2 separate regions of the Rattus norvegicus genome follow, and region 1 is linked to region 2. A link is a contact called in public Hi-C data. All regions are on one chromosome and are shown on one strand. Each heading gives the region's core, a stretch centred on a gene start, on an enhancer-like site or on the middle of the called end of the contact. The rest is flanking DNA. Distances are from core to core; before and after follow the strand shown.

What was found. Hi-C and Micro-C count contacts between places; a contact is called where the count stands out from the background.
Region 1: a Hi-C map of kidney shows a contact between it and region 2, with 4 times the contacts expected there. The contact joins two enhancer-like sites. A contact is called at or near these places in 11 of 12 Hi-C or Micro-C datasets (the A7r5 cell line, the Rat2 cell line, frontal cortex and 6 more) and 1 of 1 datasets of contacts at active chromatin or transcription factors (oligodendrocytes).

Annotation. Positions count from the first base shown.
Region 1 is chr1:51,247,044-51,252,734 of GRCr8, reverse strand. Prkn (parkin RBR E3 ubiquitin protein ligase) reads left to right here. Exons shown (of 12, transcript NM_020093.1): 11 at 3,394-3,511. Among named protein-coding and RNA genes, the nearest start is that of Agpat4, 69 kb to the right of the region's middle. Within about 2 kb of position 1,679, at least 21 of the 93 cell types and tissues checked have an H3K27ac peak or open chromatin away from gene starts, as enhancers often do. A contact at or near this core is called in kidney, where this site is marked.
Region 2 is chr1:51,081,250-51,086,649 of GRCr8, reverse strand. Agpat4 (1-acylglycerol-3-phosphate O-acyltransferase 4) reads left to right here. Exons shown (of 9, transcript NM_133406.2): 4 at 1,438-1,599; 5 at 1,857-2,010; 6 at 4,962-5,064. Among named protein-coding and RNA genes, the nearest start is that of Agpat4, 97 kb to the left of the region's middle. Within about 2 kb of position 3,974, at least 23 of the 93 cell types and tissues checked have an H3K27ac peak or open chromatin away from gene starts, as enhancers often do. A contact at or near this core is called in kidney, where this site is marked.

The DNA of each region.
Region 1 (5,691 bases), core at 430-2,929, 170 kb before region 2:
TCATTTACCGGGTACGTTGGTAGGAAAGACCATGTTGGCGGGTTATGTTGAAGTGGGAAGTCTCTGTTACCATTTTCAAATGCTATCTTACAACATGCTTAGCTCTGGGCTTGGTGGAAGTCAGTACTCTGCTAAGAATACATTCCAAAGGTTCTATCATTCGGAGTTTGAATCTACAGGGAAAAGACTGCAGACTCAATTCAAATTATAATTAAGTGAATTTATTAATTACTACCAGCCGGACCACAGCCATAGTGAGGCTTACTGTGCAGAGAGGAAGGTGGGCACAAATTCTGGAATGCCCAACTGGGTGAGACCCTGTGTCACTGGGCTCAGCTAGTAAGGAGCTGACCCACCCACTCCCTGCTGCATACCAACAAGCAGGTTTACAAAAGCTGGAACAACCGGTAATTCTCTCACACGTGGTTACATGGTATTTACAATCCTGGGGAGGGGGCTGGGAGTCAGAACTGCCAGGAACTTGCCTTTTAGAAATTTAGAATGGGTATGTAGCACAAGAAGGAGTTTTCTTTAGCCATCACAATTAAATATTCATAAAGTTGGGTCAGATACAGAGGCCAGTAATAACTGGTTATTAAGAGGACTGACGGTTGGGGATTTAGCTCAGTGGTAGAGCGCTTGCCTAGGAAGCGCAAGGCCCTGGGTTCGGTCCCCAGCTCCGAAAAAAAGAACCAAAAAAAAAAGAGGACTGACAACAGCCTAAGATCACTGTGTCTATGGATCTGCGATATTCTGTCTCTTTATCATCTAAAAAGGTTCTGGTTAGCTATTCAACCTGCATAATCTTTACCTATCAATGTGGCTTCGTTAGGGACCTTAAGTTCATATATCTATAGCCAGTCACATATTATTACGAAACTGCATAGATAGCTTAATTTTTATACCATAATATGTGAAGTTGACACCCGGATAAAGCCACCTACTTTGGGAAACAGGTCATGCTGTCTCCAAGATCCCCAGATGACAACAACTAGGGGTGGATTTAATTTGTTCAGTCTGAAGGGGTAAAGTTCCCCATCAGCTTCCTTTCTCCTTTCTCCATCTCTGCCCAGTCCAGGCCCTGGACTCATGGGATGATATTTACATTCAGCCTGGGCCCGCCTTCCTCAGCTAACCCTCTATGGAAACGCCCTTGTGTGAATACTGGGAGGTAAATCTCCTAGGGGATTCTAAAGCCGGTCGAGTTGGCCATGAAGAACAGCTACTCAAATCACTAGGCCTTAGGACCACACGTGCCTCAGACGGACTGAAGACACGCATATTAAGGTTGAAATGAATGTTAAAGTTAAGATGCGCGTCGAGTACCAGATCTTAAAACCATCCTCGTCAGCCACAGCTTCATCACTGGGCTCCGATCTCCAGGATGTGCCAGAGCTAAAGGAAGCTTGCAGTGACCTGGGGTTCAGCAATCAAGCTAGCGCTGCTCAACCCTACCTAAAAAAGCTCTCGAAAATCACAGACGTCCCTATACCCTTCAGGATGAGGACCTTAGCACACGCAGAGGTTAACAGAAACGACACCAGTGACCAGTCCTTGGCCGGTCTCACCTTGGCACCAACCACCGCCATCACGGGCGCGTCTGCTGTGCTCCCATGTCTCATGAGGTCCTATTCCAGATGGCTGCCTCTTGCTCAGCTCAAACTGAGTCCCCTCCCATTACCCAGGCACCAAGCCAAGGGCTGGAATTACAGGGATGACTCAAGCATGACCTCGGTCTGCAAGAGCTCACTTTCTGCTGGAAAAACAGAAACAGAAACATCAAGGTCCTTGCAAAAGCCGCAAACTTGCTGTAACTTAGAAATAAATACTGTTTCCTTCAGAGTGCTTCACTCACAAAGACTGGGAACTTTAACAACCAAAGGGCTAGACTATGAAATGAAATTGGGTTTGATCCTTGAAGTTAGATTCCACTCACTTTGGGTCTCAACAGGAACCCAACCTCACTGTGAAAGTGGGGGTGGGGGCTGCTAAGCCTGGGGCGTGGGGGGGGGGTGCTAAGCCTCAGCTTCTGATCATAGAGCATTTCTTACTTCACCTCTGCTGACAGGGGACAGACCCCAGCAGGGCTTGGCTCTCAAGCCCAGTACCTAACACTGGAACTTGCTAGTGAGCATCTGTGAAGGTTGGCAGCGGTCAGGTCTACAGGGTCATTGCATTTAGTTACCACCAACGCTACGGAGTAGCCCTGGAGATATATATATATATATATATATATTTGGGGCAACATTTTGAGATACCGTTCCAGATCACAACACTTTTATACGAAGAATAAAAATGTGACCAGTTCTTCCTCTACATGGGTTAGCCAGTTCTAGAAGTAAGCGGAAAGTGTGAGGGTGTCTGACTGACTAGGCAGGTGCAGAATGAAGCACCCGTCTCCCACCAGCCATTCTGGAGTCCCTTCTCCAGCTGAGGATGTCCTAGTCGGTTTTCAACAGGATTAGATGTTCAACATATGAATTTGGGGGCATGGGGAAGGCAGCCGCCCCACAGCAGGCGGCTAAGAGTCGAAGATGATCGAGTCCTTGATAACATGAACTCGGCAGCAAAGGTGTCATGGCGTCCAACATTAGAGGCCCTGAAGGAGCTGAAGTTATCAGCCAATGACACACGCCACGTGCTCCCTGTAAGGAGCATGTGCAAATGAACCCCGAGCCCTCAGCACCCCATGGTTTACATTCCCATCCAAGAGGACTCAGAGAGAATGAGGAGTCCTTGCATCTGAGTGGATTTGAACCCAGGCAGCTGCTCTAAGAGCCCACAGTCCTAATTTCTGCTGTCACCAACTCATGAAAGTGGGCCTTTCTCTCATCCCTTTGCTCTCTCTCTCATGCCTTCTGGGATAGCAGCCATTTTCCAGGGTCAAGAAGGAAGCAGAGGAAGAGGCAGGAGGGAGTTGAGACGTGATGACCGTAGAACCGCAGACTCCACACTCACATAACCGTGCCTGGCCGCCATCAGTGCCTCTGGGGCTCAGAGACAAACACTAACGTGTTCACTGCACGCTCGACAAAGGGTCTGTGGAGAGGTCCACGAAAATGTTTATCACTTGCCTACAGATTAACCACTTGCTACATATTATTTATTACAATCACATAAAATCCTCAGAACAGAGGGCTCTATGCTAGAAAATTGAGTAATCTTCTCTGCCATCTTTCTTAGCTCACAAGCATACGCCATGTGCCAAAACCACAGTGCCCAGGCATGCCCAGTGGCTGTCCGGCACTTGTCAAACAAGTTAACATTGGAGCTTGCCTGAAGGCACGTTCATCTTTGAGAGGTGTCGACACCAGCACTTCAAGGAATGCAGACGTCAATCCCAATAAATAATAGAGTCTCAAATCTGAGCTTCCTTTGTCTCTATCAATCCAGGCGTACCGGGTGGATCAAAGAGCTGCTGAGCAAGCACGGTGGGAGGAGGCCTCCAAGGAAACCATCAAGAAAACCACCAAGCCTTGTCCTCGCTGCAATGTGCCCATTGAAAAGAATGGTGAGTGTGAGCTGAGGCGAGGGCCAGAGTGGTGCTGGGGCCCCCTGCATGGAGGCCTTGAGTGGCAGTGAAGGCTTCTGGGAGGGTGCACAGCCTGGGGCCTCCTGAATGGTGGCTTTGGGTGGCAGTGAAGGTTTCCAGGAGGGTACACAGCCTGGGGCCTCCTGCATGGAGGCCTTGGGTGGCAGTGAAGGCTTCCGGGAGGGTGCACAGCCTGGGGCCCCCCGCATGGAGGCCTTGGGTGGCAGTGAAGGCTTCTGGGAGGGTACACAGCCTGGGGCCTCCTGCATGGTGGCCTTGGGTGGCAGTGAAGGCTTCTGGGAGGGTGCACAGCCTGAGACCAGCTAGGCATTGTGAGCGCCTATAGTCCAACATGAAATTTCTCAACCTCCTAAACCCACATTCCACTCAAACTATCTTAGTTTCTTCACAGAAATGTGGGATGCTTTCTTGTGCTAATGCATGCTGTGAGGCGAGCTATAGTAGCAGCTTCCAAGGTGGTTTCTATGGGATGAAATTCCACCCCTGGACTGGAAGCTGAGGTGGTAAATGAAACTTTCTGGTGATGGTAGCCAGCAGTGGGTGACATCATCAGGGCTCCCTCCAGGGCCAGTGAAGAGAGAAGACCCACTAATGTCCCTTCTTATAAATGACACCAGGCATCTGATGAGTCACCCACTGTTATAACAACACCAAAGCCCAGTGTCCATACAAAGTGGCCTCCCCTGACCCCTAGAGTCCAGACTGACTGTTGCCATGCCAACTCCATTTGTTAGGTGATGCTGTCTACATGTCCCCTCATGGAGAATAATAACAAAAACAACTAATTTGTGAGGTGCGCTCGCCAAGTGTTTATCCTGAGTCCTCTGTGAGGACAGAGCATTTACCCCTCACAGGTTATTTGAGGACGCTGCTATCAGGGTCAACATTCCAAGTGTGAATCAACACAGTAAAGCATTTCAGACTCACTCTGATAAAGAAAAAAGGTTAGATTTACTTAATCAGCTTTTCCCCCAAACTTTTGGCCGTGAACACCTCCCTATCCCCACCCCCCACCCCCAAATGCACACTTCATCACTCTTGTTAATACCCCTGAAGGCTAGAGCTCCCATTGGTTCTTATGTCCCTGCTGCAGAGGAGGCAAAGCCATAAATGGCACCGGTACCCGGCTCCTCTGGTCAAATGTCAACATTACTGGGCTTTAGAAAGGGGCTTTCTCCAAGTCAAGCAAATCTCCTGTGACCTTTGAGAATCTTAAACAGCTATTTGGTGATATCTCCAAATGAAACAAAGCTTTCTAGAATGTTCCATTTTGCAGTCAATGCATGTTCCTATTTGGATGTCTCCTCTTACAAGACCAGGCATTGTCCCACCAGAACTGTCCCTTCCTGACTGGTGCAGTCACATCCACCGCCCTCAATAATCCTGGAGACACATGGAAGCCCCAGAGAGCTTAGACTAAAAGATGGGAGCGACCCCCACACCTCCTGCACTCATGGGCCAGAGGCCTTGGCTCTCCAAGAGGCTGGGGATGAACTCAGCACTAACTCCGCTTGCCATGTCTTTAAAGTGCAGCCTGGAGCCCCCTTGAGCATGTAGGAGAACTGCCGAGTATGCTTTTGAAACTACAGACTACTAGACTTCCACCCAGACCCAACTCCCTACATTTTCAAGCTTATGCCAAGGTCTCCCAGAAGACCCTAGGGCTATGCTTGCAAGGCCTATGCGTTGGCAAGCATCCCTCAGAGCACACAGCTATGCAGAGCATGAGGATTTGGGGTGGGCATAGCTCAGGATGAGAAGCTGGAAGACGGAGCCTGTGGCCTTCCCCTTGGTCCCGTGAGCAGCTCTTCCCTGAGGGATACCTGCTGTAGGAACACATTGTCGGCTTCTCTGGTTATTGGCAGCCCCCAGGCCAGCAGGATCGTGCTGATGATGCTTCCTGTGTGGCAGGAAGGTGTTCAGCTCAGCCCCAGTCCCTAACTTACCAGTGGTCCCCTGGGAAAAGGAGTAACTCACTTGGTGAACCTCACTGTTTGCATGTTGGAACACGCAAAGGCCACACCTCCTAATAGTACCACAGCCTAGGCCAAACGTATTCAAACCACCACATTCCACTCCCTGGCCCCCGTAGCCTTTTTCAAACACACGAGTCTCTATGGGGGCCATATCTAGCCACA
Region 2 (5,400 bases), core at 2,725-5,224:
CAAGAGCAAGATCATCTCCAGAGTGAGTCTGGCAGTTTGCCCCATGCTGGGTGTAGATGTAGGTGAGGCCTCCTCAGAAGTCTACCTCAGGGTCCCAAGCACGGTAGATATGATGACAGTATGGTCTTAGCCACAAGACACCAAGTGGAAGACAGCAAAAGGGGAGAGAAGGGAGGGGCGGTGTGAAACCTCTGCTCTTCCCCTCCAGGCAGCGAAGGCTCAGGACCTGGATAGACAGCTGCCTTCAAGTGTCTACACAGTCAGTGTGGGTGGGCATCCATCTCAAGAGTCAGAGATCGTCTCAGTCGATTACAAAGTGGAGGGTAAAAATCCGAATGGTGGCAGTGGTCAAGGCGCTGAGTGGGTAAAGGGCTTGCCATGCAAGTATGGGGACCTGAGTTTGAATCCCCCCAACTTCCGTACAGCTCAAGACACATAGTGTGAGTGAGTGTCTGCAATTCCACTGCTCCTACGGGGAGGTGAGCGGTGGAGACAGGAGAATCCCCAGATACTCGTGGGCCAGCTAACCTGGCTTATGCAGCCAAACAAACAACAAGGAGGCGCTGCCTCAAACAGTGCAGAAGACAAGGACTGATTGTCCTCTGGCCTCCACTTGTACCATGGTAGGTGTCAGCATTCACACACATGAATGTGCAACCCCCACTCGCATGCATGTGTGCATGCACACACACATACACACACACACAGAGAGAGAGAGAGAGAGAGAGAGAGAGAGAGAAAGAGAGAGAGAGAGAGAGAGAGAGAGAGAGAGAGAGAGAGAGAGAGAGAAAACAAACCCAGCAAGGTAAGAGTCATTTTGCATCCCCCTGACTTCTTGCCCCATTAGATTCTAAGTTCCCCACCCCACCCCTGGTGCCCACACAGTGCGGTCACAGGAGTTGCTGGGGACCAACCGCAGCTACCCCAACCTGAGGAGATTGGCTGCTTCCAGCCTCAGAAGTGAGTGGCAGAGATGAATAGGGAATCTATCCATTTGAGCCAAGTTGACTTCCCAGCTTCCCCTGCTTCCCATGGAACTGCTCAAACTCTGCTGGCCTCCACTCGCTAGCCTGCCAGTGCCGTGAGCCTTGCTGGCCTTGCCTGTATGAACTCGGTGGCTTTGCTGATGTGCTGGTCTGTGGCACGGCATTATACAGACCTGCCGGACAGAACCTCAGGATGGGCTTGGCAAACACACAGGTGTCGATAATCTGGAGGGCCGTGGTCCGTGAGGGTATCCTCACACCTCTGTGCGTGTTCACAGACCCTTGTCATGCAGCGGTCCACCCAGTGGTGGGCATGACCTTTCCTCAGGTCAGTGCAGTGGGAAAAAGGAAGGGCTCCAAGCCTTTGGTATGACTGGCCATTCCTTCCCCATGAGAGCTCCAACAGCTATGTCTCCTTCACAGACACCCTAAGGTTCTTCCTCTATTTCAGAACTCCAAAGTCCTGGCCAAGAAAGAACTGGCTTATGTCCCCATCATTGGCTGGATGTGGTACTTTGTGGAAATGATCTTCTGCACACGCAAGTGGGAGCAAGATCGGCAGACGGTTGCCAAGAGCCTGCTGCACCTCCGGGACTACCCAGAGAAGTATCTGGTATGTAGGCAAAGGAGCAGTGTGCTGTCTGGCTCCTGTGGCATCATGTGTGGCTACCACACATAGGAGTCACTTCGGACTGAGTGTGACCTGGAATTACATGAGACCTGAGGGATTTGTGGGGCACGAGGACACTATGGGGACTGACCTGGAGTCAAGTGTGACTATGAACATCTTTGGGACTGTGGCCTCCAGTTGAGCTTGGGGTTGCGTGACCGTGGAATCCCCCTGTGTGACCAGCATCCTTTGCTTTTCAGTTTCTGATCCACTGTGAGGGCACACGGTTCACAGAGAAGAAACACCAAATCAGCATGCAGGTAGCCCAAGCCAAGGGGCTGCCCAGCCTCAAGCATCACCTGCTGCCACGCACCAAGGGCTTTGCTATCACTGTGAAGTGCTTGCGAGATGTTGGTAAGGATGCTGGCTAAATGGGGGATCTTTGAAGCTAGGTGGAACCTGGGACGAGAGGCAGGGCACTTCATATTTCTAAATCCCAGTAAATACTCCCCTCTGCTGGTCAGTGGCAGCACTGCGCTGTGCGTGCAGAAAGTGCAGGATCCTTGGAGGACAGAAGATCGCCTGGTCATGGAGCTGCAATCTTTGAGGCCCTCTCTTGCTTATTTATTGCTGATAACCACCTGCAGATGATCTGATCTGTACAGACCCATGAGTCTGGAGCCTCAAGCCAGTGTAGCTACCAACAGAAGGCAGCGACTTCCCCCGTTTTCTTTTTACCCTTCCTCTTCAGTTAAAAACATATTTGTTTTCCTATGTAACCCCTTTCTCTCACATCCCTACTCCCTGGCCCTTCAGCTCCAAAGGAGGCTTGACGTCTTACCTGAGCTGGATAGGACTTGACACTGCTTCAAGTGTGAGGCACCACAGAGCCAGGCAGGCCTTCCTAGAACTTCATGTCCTAGACCTGCCAAGAGAACGCTTTGTCCTGAAGGAAAAAGTGGGCCAAGCAGGCCCTGCTGTATTGCCAGAGGCAGGTCAGGTGTGGCTTCTGGCTCCATGCTGCTAGCTTCTATAGCCTTGTCTTTATCTCTTGTGAGGGGGGATTTATCCAGGGCGCCAAGGATATCAACAGGTTAAATATCTTCTGGGACAGTTGCCCACCTTAGGCATCAATGCCCACCAATAACAGGGAAAGTGGTTGGGTCTTTAAGGACAATGCCTCTAGACACTTCTGCAAGCCAGCATGAGGACCCTCTCCCATAGGGAAAGATAGTGGACCTACAGACCTGTAGTGGGGTTAGGCATTAAGGAAAGAAATGGATGGCGATTTTATCACATTTGAATCCTTGTTCTTCATATTCCAAGTGATCCAGGGACGGTATACAATTTCTGTGATTTCCCCCACTACTTTTACTAACACTAACTGTAGACGTGTAAAGCTGCCCAGCTACGGTCAAGATCAGTGTTAGTGCAGTGGGCTCTGCCTGCACGTGTGACTGGCACCTGTCTCTTCAGCCCTGTGTGATGATGGCATCATAAGCCCACTCTCCAGAAGATCTAGGTTTGGAAGACTGCGTGATGCAGCTAAGCAAACTGCCCACTGCTGGGAAAAGGCGGCTGTGTACACATTCTATCCACTCGCTTCTCTGTCGTTAAGTCACCCATTCTTTGACCCAATAAGCATTTTTGGAGCCTGAGCCGGGTCCCAGGGCTCCCGCAGTAAGATTGGATGGAATGTGGACTATGCCGAGGAGATAACTTGGAATGTGCATATAGTTACTGTTGCTGTTTTTTTACGGGGCTCTCACTTGACCTTTCATAATAAAGACACGGAGACATCTGTATTAGTAGAAGTCTGTTAGCCCTTTTGCTGGAGGCAGAGTTATTTATCCTGACTGGACCAGACCCCAGTCACCTTATCTGGACCGGGTAGCTGTTAGCCTCCTTGTTCTGTTCCTCCCCCAGCTCCAGCCCCTAGCTCCATATTCATTAAAAGCCATTCCTCCTTCCTGATACAAAAGGCATAGTGAGAGAGGTTCCACAGCTTACTCTGAACCAATCAGCAGCGGGACTATAACACATTAGCATAGGGGGCGAGGTCTCATAGTTTACTTTAAACCAATCAGCAGTAGAATTACAACACACATTAGCATAGGGGGCGAGGTCTCATAGTTTACTTTAAACCAATCAGCAGTAGAATTACAATATACATTAGCATAGGGGGCGAGGTCTCATAGTTTACTTTAAACCAATCAGCAGTAGAATTACAACACACATTAGCATAGGGGGCGAGGTCTCATAGTTTACTTTAAACCAATCAGCAGTAGAATTACAACACACATTAGCATAGAGGGAGAGGTCTCAGTTTACTCTAAGCCAATCAGCATCAGGGTTACACCACATATTAGCATAGTGGGAGAGGGTCACAGCTTACTCACTCAACCAATCAGCAGCAGGGTTACATCACAAATTAGCATAGTAGGCAAGGTTCCACAGTTTACTGACTCTGAACCAATCAGCATCAGGGTTACACTACACATTAGCATAGAGGGTGAAGTCTCATAGTTTACTCACTCTGAACCAATCAGTACAGTAGCAGGATTACACCCTGCTTACTGTTGCCTTATGGCCTTGTGGAGGGCGTGAGGGTAGGTTACCCCAAGGAGTTACCATTGAATAGAACCATTAACTCGACTGCACTACCTTTTCCTTCCATGATTTAGATGTAACACCCTGGCTTTGTGGCTGCTTCATTTTGGGAGGGCACAAAATGCTCATAAGAAGGGTTACACTGGGGCTGCAGAGATGGCTTAGCCGATAGCTTACTGCACTTGGAGAAGACTGGAATTCTGTTCGCACCACTATTATCTGGTGGCCCACAACTGCCTGTAAATCCAGCAACAGGGGGTGCGATGCTCTATTCTGGCCTCATGTGCACCCACATAGACATGCATCCACATAGTTAGAAAGTCTTTTATAAAAGAGAAAACGGCATTTGATAAATTTATAAATGATGGCTGTTCTGTCACAGACACATCCTTGAATGAGCCTAGATCATCTTCTACCCGTATTTGTTCAAATATTGGTATTTGCAACTACAACAGGACCTGCCGACTAGAAAGATTAACGTCCTTATCAGTATAGATCTGACAGTCATCACGGTTTTAAAGCCCACATGACCACGGGGGTTACTCTGTTCCCAGGACTTGCTTACAGTTGACTTTCTGATTACACATGTTCAATGTAGAGCAGGTGAGCAGTCTAGAAAAACCCAAGGAAGAGGTCTCTATCGTGCGTGTCATTGGTAGACAGGTTACGGTGTGAGCATGTCGTCCAGTGTGTGTGACTACCAAGCGGAACCGGCCTCACCTGCTCTATACTGCCTTGTCTGTCTTGTCTTATAGTCCCAGCCGTATATGACTGTACACTCAATTTCAGAAACAATGAAAACCCAACACTGCTGGGAGTCTTAAATGGAAAGAAATATCACGCTGACTGCTACGTTAGGTGAGTTGGCCCTGCTTCCCTCCTAGAAAAGGGGGGGCTTGTTTCTAAGTGCCAAATTGCAAGGAGTCCAACTTCCAGAAACGTCTGCTTAGCATCTCTCGCGAAGTCTGCTTCCCATCGAACTTCTCTCCAGTCTTTTATCTATGTTACGAACTCAAGAGGCACATCTACTGCACACCCCGGGGAGGAGGCCTTCCCTCCCAGTTCCTATGGATCTGTTAACTGGCTCGGTTCGGCTTGCACCTCTCACAGACCTCTGGGTGGACAGACAGGAGCCCAAGACTCACTGTCAGCCATTCTTGATGGACACATTTCCTACGAAGATGGATCTGCTCT